2 separate regions of the Pan troglodytes genome follow, and region 2 is linked to region 1. A link is a contact called in public HiChIP or PLAC-seq data. All regions are on one chromosome and are shown on one strand. The core of a region is the stretch at or near the end of the contact, and the rest is flanking DNA. Distances in the headings are between cores, read along the strand shown. Region 1 holds the start of MED6 (mediator complex subunit 6). Region 2 holds the start of MAP3K9 (mitogen-activated protein kinase kinase kinase 9).

Region 1 (5,492 bases), core at 1,116-3,615:
AATCCTAGCTACTCGGGAGGCTGTGGCAGGAGAATCACTTGGACCCAGGAGGCGGAGGTTGCAGTGAGCTGAGATCGCGCCACTGCACTCCAGCCTGGGCGACAGAGTGAGACTCCGTCTCAAAAAAAAAAGACATGAAGAAATGTGTTACGAGACTACAGAGGACCTGGGGAAACGAAAATCATTTTTCATGTGGTGAGAAGGTGGGTTTTAGCACGATATGTTAAAGAATAAATAGAAACTTACACAGAGAAAAGGGCAAAGTAATTCCAAGCAGAGAGAATGTATATACAGAGGTGTAAAAATATAAAGTATATTATATCTTTAGAGAATAATTTCATTAGGTGAAGAAGTGATAAGATTTAAAATTTAGAAAGGACTTTTTTTTTATTGGAAATCCTTAATGCTGGCAAGGAATTCAAAATTTTTAAATAACATGTATGCCCAAGAGAACACATCTATAGCTACCAGTTTGAGATCTCTCAATTAGGGATAGAGAAGTTAGGAAGCTATTATTGTAGATGAGATGATAATGATGTAAAAGCTAAGGGATAAACAGGAAGTAGAGTTCCCTTAACTACAGCCACACGGTTTCATATTTAGCATAGAATTAAATCATAGCTTTTAAAAAGACATGATAGAGCTAGATACTTTTAATAAATGAGCTTGTATTGGCTATTGGCTTTCATGATGCTTCATACCACTGACTGTACTGAACACCACTAGGTGTAAATCATGAACATCAAAATGCCTATACAATACTGGTTGAAAAACTTCAATCTCTCTTATACTGTCATTACCTCAGGCATCTTCAAAGAAGTCAGACCTAATTCAAGGTGACAGGCAGTTTTGAGCCAAGTGACTCAACCGAGAAAAATTATATAAAGGTAAAATGTACTTTGTGTGCTATAAAATAAAGGAGGAGACAGATGAAGTGCGTTAATAACCAAATAATTAGTATAGACCATTTAGATAGTTCATCATAACTGGATCATGCAATAACCAAATACACAACAGGCCAGGAAATAACATTTTCAGAAATGGCCTCCTAACTGGTTTTCCTAATTCTACCCTTGCCCTCCTACACTGTTCCCAGCAGCCAATGTAGTCCTAAAAAAAAGTCAGATCACATCATTCCTCTGATGGAAACCCCTCCAATGGCTCTGCGTTTTACTCAGAGGAAAAGCCAAAGACCTTATCATAGCTTTCAACACCTTTCTGACCTCATCTCCTTCCCACATCCTCTCTCACGACCCTCCAGCCACACTGACCTCCTTGCTGTTCCTTTAACACACCAAACACACTCTTATTTTAGAGTCTTTGCCATGATCCTAACAATCTGAATTATAAGTAAAACATTTTATAAACTAAATATTTCTTTTTTTTATTCTGTAGCAAGGCAACATGTTGACATAGCCCAAGCATTCTAACAGCATTCTAACCATCAGCAAGTGATGAAATAAATAATGAAAGACACGTATGTAAAATCATGATCCAGAAGTGCTGCAGATCGCCAGACAACTATAAATGAGAGTATTTGTAATAAATGTGTTAGACCCCAATCCAGTTAATATTTAAAAAAGGCATCTCAAACATCTCCCTTTAAAAATCAAGTACTATATACACAAAAACAACTCTACATGCTCCCCAAGATCAAGCAGCAGTTAAGGGGTGACATCTCCATACATTTATTCACTGACTGATTCAATATTTGAGTACCTCTACAGTTCAGCTGTGAAAAAAATACGACCCCGCCCATAATAATTGCTGGACGTTCGATGTAAAGTATTATCGACTCAAAAAAAAAGAAAATATCTGGGATTCATGCTCAGGGACCCGTGTGGCGCGGTCTAAAGAATTAGGCAGCCACCATGCCAAGTCCCAAGAGATGAATCAAATCAAGTTGGCTTATTACCCCATTCCCTTCTCTGCCTAAACGCCATTCCTTCACTCCAATAGAATAGCCCTAATGTTGCTGCAGAGATACGTGTGTAGAACAAAACTCCAGCTCTGAAAGTTCAAAACCCAGAGCTTCTTCCAACCCCTTCTCTCCGACGCTTCCAAGAGACGCTCCAAGAACTTAGAAAAAAAAAAAAACTCGTCAACGTTTCGCTAGATCACAGCCTTGGGTTGTCCACAAAAACCACTCAAAAAAGCTTGAGACCTCACACAAAGGAACCTAAACCTTGAAACCGCGAGCTATAACATCCCAAACTAGTCCATAGACAATCAAGAGACAAAATATAGCAATACAGTATACCTCGGATATCCACCGCCGCCATAATTCCGAAAGCGTTTACAGGTTCTCTTTCCGGCGCAAAGTAAACGTAAGCCTAGGCCGCCGGAAGCAGCGGGTTGAAGAGAGTGCGCATGGGTGAGGAGGGACGTAGAGCGGAAGAGGGGGCGGGGCGGGCAGGAGAGAGGCAGGGGGTGGAGGTGCGGGTGGGAGGGGAGGAGAGGCGAGGGGGCGGAAAGCGGGAGAGGCGCGGGAGGCGGGAAACGTGGGATGGGGTGGGGTGGGGTAGGGGAATGGGAGGGGATGGGAGGGGACGGGACGCAGAAAGGTTGGTGCAGGGGAGCAGGGAAAGACTAGAAGAGGGATGGGCCAAAGAAGGAGAACGGGAGGGCGGATTACTGGGAAAAAAATTAGAAGACTTAGAGGACAGAAAGACCGAGTTGAGTCCCGCCCCACGCCCACCACTGATGGAAGAATTCTGTCTTGATCGTCTGTGATCGTCAAGAAAACAAATTCTGATGCTGTAGAGTTGTGCTTGGGAGTGTCTCTTTAATTTTAAAAGCTCCCCGGGTGTATCCACTGAGCTATCAGATTTAGGAACGATGGTCATTTATATTTTTCTCCCTGCCTCAGGTATTGGGATGGGACAGGACTTAAGAATTTGGGAGTCATTGGCTTTTATGTGACTAAATCCATTAAAAATCTAAACCAATTAAAGAAGCCTCTGAGAAAAATTTCACAACACAGGAAATGCTTCTGAAGTGAAATATTAATAAGATTAAGAGAAAGGGAATACCCCTGGGTCCCAGAGTAATGAGCAAATGTCTGCATTCCAAGTAGTCTGGAGTAGGTAGCAAGGCTCCAAAGAGGGAATGATTCTGTGTACGGGGAAGCTACAGAAAGCCTCAGATTTTCAAGCTTCAGTGTGGCTCTGTAAAAGCAAAACGATACAGAAATATGAAAACAACACACAGATACTAGGAAGAGGATGCCAAAATCTGAAGGAGGGATGAGGGCGGGTGCCTACATCTTCTCCAAAACTTAGGTACTGTGAAGACTCCCCAAGAATTTAACCACAACCCAGGAGCAAGAGGGGAAGACCATAAATTTAATTGGGATTTTCAACCTCATAGACAAGGAATTAAAAATTTGTTAACTCCGTAGAATAAAAGTACATTGCCTGTACATTTCAGTTTGGGAATTTTCTGCCTGAGATGGTATGTATAAAATAGGTGTCCCAACAGAAGTATGTGCATGCACAGAGTAAAGTTTTGAGAGAGAATTTTTCAGGAGGGCCTGGTTGGGAGCCTAGTGGGAGGACATTGCAAAAAGGAGGAGTATCGTATCCAATAAAAAGTGTGATCCATAAAGCTTTTTGTTTTGTTTTTCTAGTTTTTTGTTTCCTTGTGTTTTGATTAGGCTAGAAGGAGATTAGGAAGAATAGTGACAGAATGCAGATCTGTAGATAATAAAACATATGGTATGCATGGTAAATAAGACCTGGAAGCTCAACCTTTATTTTGTAGGCAATGGGAGAAATGTGATCAAGCTTCCATTTTAGAAAGATAACTTGAGGAAGACAGGGCGAGGTGGCTCACGCCTGTAATCCCAGCACTTTGGGAGGCCAAGATGGGAGGATTGCTTGAGCCCAGGAGCTGGAGACCAGCCTGGTCAACATAGCGAGATCCCATCTCTATTTCTTTTATATTAATTGTTTCAATTAATAAAGAAATATAAATAAAAAAGTGTGGTAACAAAAACAAGAGAAGACAAGATAGGGAGGAAGCCACTTTGGGTAGGACAGTCAGGACAGGCCTCTCTGAGGAAGTGATACCTGAGATGAGACCTGGAAGATGAAAGCAAATCACTCATGTGAAGAGCTGGGGCACAAGCGTATCAGACAGAGGGGACCAAGGACCCTACAGTGGGAAAGGGGTTGGTCTGAGAACCACAGAAAGGCCAGTGTAAGCCGGGTTGTATGAGTGAAGGATGAATGATGGGAAAAGAGACTGGGAATGAAGGCAGGGGCCAGATGATAGAGAGCCTGGTCAATAATTTATTTTTTATTCAAAGAACATAGGAAGCTATTAAAAGATTTGAATGAGTAGAATGCCACAAAGGTTCTGACTGGAAATTTGTTTATGGATGTCAAAAGTATTTGTTGTGCTTATTGAGCCACTTACTATGGACGAGGCACTGTGCTAAGCACTTTGACGAACTATCTAGTTGTTCCCTCAAAACAATTTTATGAGGCAGAAGCTATTACTCCCATTTTTAAATGAGGAGACGGACTGAAGCAGATGAGCTAGCTTTTCACCAAACTTATTATCTACTTGGGTATACAGCTAAGCTATATTTTCCACCACCCTTGCACCTGGATGGAGCTACGTAGCCAGTTCTCATCAAGGGACTGTGAATGGAAGTGATAAGTGTTACCTCCAGGCCAAGACAGTGAAAAACACTGGTTCCATCTTCACTTTCTCTCTCTGTATTCACCAGCTAGATGCCAGAAAAACCTAAGGTCATGGATTGAAAGTGGTGGTGATGGGGAGTTGGGGGGCTGGGGTCTCTGAATGACTGACCACAGGTGCTGAGCCACCTTGCTGACCTAAACTGGATCCAAAGCAAGAAATAAGATTTTATTATGTTAAAACACACACATGCACACAAAATTGCTATGTACTGTCTCCTCCATAAAATCAGTAATACTGGTGTAATCTATTTTCTGTAGGATATATTAAAATGTGTACCTGCCTCCACTATATACAGTATGACCTTTTGAGGCTTTAGGATTTGGAAACTTAGATAATTTAATATGTAAGTGTCAGAATGCAAGTAAAAGAGAAAAAACAAGATCTTCAGTATGGAAGTGGGAATGATTTCTGATTGGTTAAAGATGAAATGATGCTCATGGATAATTGATAATGTGTGGTACTCATCTTCCTCCATAAGATCACCATCTAGAAAAACAGCTTTCCTTCACACACGCTCCCTTTAAATACCTGACACCATGATCCTCGTTACTACGTTTTTCTTTCTCTAACATTCTCTCCAATATTCTAAATTTACACGTCATGTCATCCCACTCTGTACCTATAGAAATGTGTGCCCTTCCTTATAGGAATACCTCTATAATTGCCTGGCCTGAATTCAGACTCTTTTCTAAAAAAAAATTCTCTAGACTGTAAACTCTGTGAGGACATGGTCATGTCTGTGTTTGCCTGGTGTTACTTACTTAGTCTCTGGCAGGGTGTTT
Region 2 (5,578 bases), core at 2,355-4,854, 210 kb after region 1:
AAATTAAAAAAAACAAAAAAAGCTTTTAAATCAAGTTTGAAGCTAAATTTTCACTTTAAGAAGCAATAATATGAAACTAAAGCTGAACAGTATTGCTTGACTTAATGTCTTCTATTCATGGTCCAGAATGCAACGTCACAACACATGCTCAGAGGAGAAGTTCAAAAGGGTAACTCTGGCGATGAAGTGTCAGTGGCTCAATTTCATTCCAAGTCTTCGGAGACAAGGTTTGTCAATCGTCTTCACTTTCCGAGTGACACAAACTGATCTGGTAGAGCACATAGACTTCAATGACCGCCCATGTTCACCCTCTGATGAACCAAGGCACTGCACTGAAGTTTTATATTTACATAGTTAATCTCCCTCATGTAACTTATAAGCACCTTCTGATCTTATCACTTCTTTATGTCCTGGTACTTAACACAGTGTACAGTATCTATCACTCACTAGGTACTCAATAATTAGTTTTTGACTGAAACTAAATTTTCTGAATTATCAAAAATTAATTCTAGTCAAGATCAGAACTCCTAGTGAGGCCAAATAAAAGAACGTGTCAGGTCTTTCAAATGCCATATTCTTCAAGTCAATTCTTTCCATTAGAACAAGTTACTTCCTACTTTCTCAACATCTGGGTTCCAGATTTAGGAATCCACTCTATCCAAGATAACCTGTATGACAATGAAGATAAGTCCTGGCCACCAAATGAAGAAGTAGCACGCTGCTGCCATGCCTAGCTCTGTGGACAGTTTTTCAGCCTACGTCATACTGACTCTTGACTGCTCTAGCAGCCAGAGCACAAGATATTGAAGAAACCGAGTTCCTGATCACGAACCTCACCTAGCTCTTCTGCTTTGACATTAGCTGTCCTGAAAACAAAATCACAAAACTTCACCCACAGAATCAAAATCTGACTTATGTTTAAAATGACACTGTTTTCTAACATGCCAGGCTATTCATATTTCTTCCAATATATGACCAAGTTCATTTTCAACACTTTCAAAACACTATGCTAGGATGCTTAGCCTTAAGGCTACCAAACTAGTCCCAAAAAGATGTAGTATCTGGAAACAACTTAAAGTAATTTGCTACCACCAGGCATTTTAAAGATCAAAATGAAGAAAAATGAAGTTTTAAACTGAATGAGAGGGAGAGGGGGAACCTAAAGATTTGAACATCGATTTGATAGTCAAAACACCAACAGAAAAAGAAGAGCAGAAAAACAAGTGAAGAGGCTATGATTTTGATATTATGTGCTAGTTTTTAAAAAACATCTTAAGATAGGCCAGACACGGTGGCTCACGCCTGTAATCCAACACTTTGGGAGGCCGAGGCGTGCGGATCACTTGAGGTCAGGAGTTCGAGACCAGTTTGGCCAATATTGTGAACCTCATCTCTACTAAAAATGCAAAAATTAGCCAGGCATGGTGGCGGGCACCTGTAATCCCAGCTACTCAGGAGGCTGAGGCAGGAGAATTGCTTGAACCCGGGAGGCAGAGGTTGCAGTGAGCTGAGATTGCACCACTGAACTCCAACCTGGGAGACAACGAGACTCTGTCTCAAAAAAACAAAAAAACAAAAAAACTCAAGATTAAAGTAACACAATTGCTGGGGTAAAAAATAAGTTACAGAGCCAAAAACGTAACTGTTACAAAGGAAATCTTAAAACTAAATATTTAAAGTTGGTCCTTGCTAATGACGTTTTAAAAAATCAACTAAGATGAAAGTACACAAAATAAGGAATAAACAGTAATTAATACATATTAACAATACCTTTTTAACAGATAAGAGATTATGGAAACTCTCAAATACAAAACAGTGTAAACTGCACTAAAGAGATATTTACATGTTTTTTCTGAAATAAACTAGTATGATTAAGGGATTGCGATGGCAATTTAACTCCCTTGAAAAAAAAAAGATTTCATTATAGGGTATGAAATATGGGGCTCCTGGAAAATTGACGGAAACCAGGACACTGGGAGAAAGGCCCTGGGAGGGACCCCTGAGCATGGTCCCCCTGAGATTTGACCAGTTCCAAATATAGGCAAGGATCTAGGATGAGAAGAAAGAAGAAAATGTATTTCCCAAACAGCCTCACTGTCAAAGGACTGGGATTCAGCCACTGTACCTTGCAATCCTGATCTCCCATGGGGGAACGACATACTTTTTCCTCTCTAATCATCACTTGTCCCACCCCCACTCTCAACACACACATCCCTCTTAGCACATTAATCAGTGAGACTCCTAAAGGTGCAACTTCTGAGATATAAGAAATAGGATCCAAGAAATCAACCCGACATTTTACAGGCACCTGAGCCTTGAGTTCACACATGCTTCCGGGACTTGTGAGCCAGCTCAGCCCTGCGGAGACACCCCCATCTCTTTGAAAGCAAATGCCTTTAGGAGGCGGGGGACAGGCGTTAGAAGAGGTGGTGGCAAGGTCCCTGATTTGGGGACTAAGGCTAGGACACTAACCACCAGCTTGCCATAAACACTTCCAGATTGGGAATGGGGGGCGGCGGGGGGGTGGGTAAGAGAAGGGACTGGGAAACTGGCAAATTCTCAGACTGGGACTTCAGGATGTGGAAATCGGGAGCCACTGCTGAGGTGGCCAAATGAAGGTGAAGAAGCCCAAGCGTCTGAAGTGCGGGCAGGGCCTGAGGCGTCTCGAGCTTATCCAGCACACCAAGCGAAGCCCGGGCAGCCTAAGCGCGCGCCACCCACACCCAGGTCAATCGTCCTCCCCACCCCCCGCACTCATCCCAGCCCTCGCGCAGGGCTCCCCCCTTCCCCGACCGCCCCCCAGGCCTCCGTCATTCCCCCTCCTCGCCCGGCTCCCGGGCCCCGCCTTCGCCTTACACTGAATGGGCGGGTAGCAACTGGGGTCCTCGCCGCCGGGCTGGCAGCGGCTGGAGAAGGCGCTGCGCGGGGTCACGTAGTTGCTGGGGAAGATGCCCACCCGCTGGTTCAGCTGCCCGGTCCACCAGCCCTCGTCGCCGGACACCTGCGAGTCCTTGGACAGCACCTCCACCACGTCGCCCAGCCGCAGGGTCAGCTCGTCCTCGCCCGCCGCCTCGTACTCGAACACGGCCGTCCAGTAGGGCAGCGGCGCGTCGCAGCCCAGCTCCCCGGGGCCCGCCGCCGCCGCCGCCTCCTCCTCCTCCTCCTCCTCCTCCTCGGCCCCGGCCCCTGCTCCATCCTCCCCCGGCGGGGCGGCAGCGGCGGCGCTCGCTAGGCAGCCGAGAAGCGCTCTGGAGGGCTCCATGGAGCGGCCGATCCATAGGGTGCGGGGCCGCCGCCGCCCGCAGGAGCCGCCGCCGCCTATTGTTCATGCGCCTCCGCAGAGCTGGGAGGACCCCCCCCCCTACGACGGCGGCCGCAGGTAGGGCCCGGGCTGGCAGGGCTGGGAGAGCCGGCTCGCCGGCGCTGTTACCGCGGTAGGAGAAGAGCGCCGAGCGCGAGCGCTTCGCGCAGCCTAGGGGCGCAGCGGGCCGAGCCCCGCCTGCCCGCTCGCCCCCCCGGGGGCGGCCTCGTCACCTCTGCCGCCGGTACCTGCTCGCGCAGCCGGTGCCCGCCGCTGCCCGCCGGCCGCCGCTCTCCTTTCCGCGCCGTGCCGTGCCCCGCCCCCCGCACCGCCAGCTCGCCGGGACCACCTGACGCGGGCCTGGCTCCGCCCCAGCCCCTGCGGACCCGAGGGGGCTCCGCCCCACGCCCGCCCCGCCCCGCGCCCGCTGCCTTCCCATTGGCTGCGGCCGCCCAGTCCCCGGTTCCTCCGCCGTGGTTGGGGCAGGCTAGCTGGCCGTCTCGCTGGTCCCCCTCACCCCCTGCGCCGCCGACGCACCGTGCCTTCCCCCATTGCGGGCTCTGTCATTCTCAAACCCAGGTCGACCCACTCTTCCCGCCCACTGGCCCGCCGCAGCTCCCACCATTGGCTCGCGGCACCTGTCCGTTTCCTGGGAGAGTTCAGCACCTCCCGGCAGGAAGAGGCTCCGGCCTCATTGGGTGCGTGAGGAGGGAAGGGTGGATCCTAAAAGGTAATACTGAGCCTTCATTCAAACTAAAAGGCTGGAAGGGAGGCCGCTGCCTTTGTTTGCCATGGATGGGTAGGGGCTGCACTGAGCAGCACCGGTGTTCTTCATCCGGCTGCACCCCCAACAGAGCTCTTTCTTCCCCAGATCCCTTTTACAGTTGGATTCTCCCTCTTGGATCTGGCTCTGCCTTAGTCCAACCTAGAGGGATCAGCTTCGCCCACGCCCACTCTCACCCGGAACCTTTCATCTCTTATTGAAGCCTTTTAGGCCCATTGGGATGTTCATTAGAACTCTGAAAACTACAGTTCTCCCCTTTATGAGGACTGCACCACAGCTCGCCCTCTCCTGGGTTCCGGTAAGAAGAGATTCCAACACCACTCTTTTTTCAGAATTCAGAAAGGCAAGAGACCACCTTACTGAGCTTCAAACTGGGGCTGGGAACGCTGCCATGAATTGGGCTTGGTCTGTCTGAAGGGAGCCACCTTTTCGACAATCCTTAGACTTCTTTTGCCTGTTGGAATTACACCTTGGATCGTGGCGAAGTCTATAGAGGTCAGATTAAGAAGAACCAAAGCAGAATAAACGTAGAAGCCGATGCTGAGTTCACAAGTGAGGACGACCTCTTCCTATATGCTTTGCTGTACCCTGCGTTTTGAACATTAAGGACGAGATAGGAGGCCCATAATGTTTCTTCTTGCTTTAATCCTATCGTGGCAACGTTGACTTCCAGTAAGAAAGGTTCTCTGATCTTTTTTTCTCTTTTCTTTTCTTTTCTTTTCCTTTCTTTTCTTTTCTTTTCTTCCAGGGTCTCAGTTTGTTGTCCAGGCCAGAGTGCAGTGGCGCAATCTCGGCTCACTGCAGCCTCAACATCCTAGGCTCAAGCCATCCTCCCACCTCACCCTCCTGAGTAGCTGGAAGTACAGGCTCGTCTTGAACTCTGGGCTCAAGTCATCCACCTGCCTCGGCCTCCCAAAGTGCTAGGATTACAGGCCTTAGCCACCTCACCTAGTCCTCTGAAATTTCTAAATAAGCCAGTGCTGAAGGATCTAGCCCAACCTCTACCAAACTTTGTTACCTTTTCCCCTTCAGTGGTAGGAATAGACATGATTTATTTAGCAAGGGTGAGTGCTTTTGTTGAATTTTAGTTTGGGGTTTATTATTACACAAACTAAAGACAGCGGGGCAATTTGGAAAGATAACTAGGCAGCTGCATGACTTCGGGCAGGTGTCCTAACACTGTACTCTTAAAGTGAGGGGAGTGAACTGGAAGATATCCTGTGTCCTCATAGTTTGAACATTCTGTGGTTCGCTCATCAATATGACTACACTGTATAGTCATAGCACACATTTGAGGTCTTGAAGAAAAGAGATGAGGCTTGTTCTAAAAAGCATCCAGAGTAGGTCTTGAAAAAGGATTTCTGTTTAAGTAAAGACCTAAAACAATGCTCAGATTCTTATTTTACATAGGATCCATGAACTGGAAAAGATATGGATGAGTCTGAGTAAATTCTCTAGGTTTTGTTTTAGACAAAACCATTCCACCATCAAGC

What was found. HiChIP or PLAC-seq counts read pairs in DNA pulled down with a chosen protein or histone mark.
Region 2: an H3K4me3 HiChIP or PLAC-seq map of stem cell-derived excitatory neurons shows a contact between it and region 1, with 2.1 times the contacts expected there. The contact joins the promoter of MAP3K9 here to the promoter of MED6 in region 1. A contact is called at or near these places in 1 of 7 Hi-C or Micro-C datasets (stem cell-derived neural progenitor cells) and 1 of 1 datasets of contacts at active chromatin or transcription factors (stem cell-derived excitatory neurons).

What each region holds. Positions count from the first base shown.
Region 1 is chr15:68,582,563-68,588,054 of NHGRI_mPanTro3-v2.0_pri, forward strand. MED6 (mediator complex subunit 6) reads right to left here and starts at 2,366. Exons shown (of 8, transcript XM_510038.8): 1 at 2,261-2,366. The coding sequence starts at 2,282.
Region 2 is chr15:68,789,504-68,795,081 of NHGRI_mPanTro3-v2.0_pri, forward strand. It overlaps MAP3K9 (mitogen-activated protein kinase kinase kinase 9), which reads right to left and starts at 3,605. Exons shown (of 12, transcript XM_016926277.4): 1 at 2,857-3,605. The coding sequence starts at 3,262. LOC100608197 (a long non-coding RNA gene) reads left to right here and starts at 4,052. Exons shown (of 2, transcript XR_674161.5): 1 at 4,052-4,766.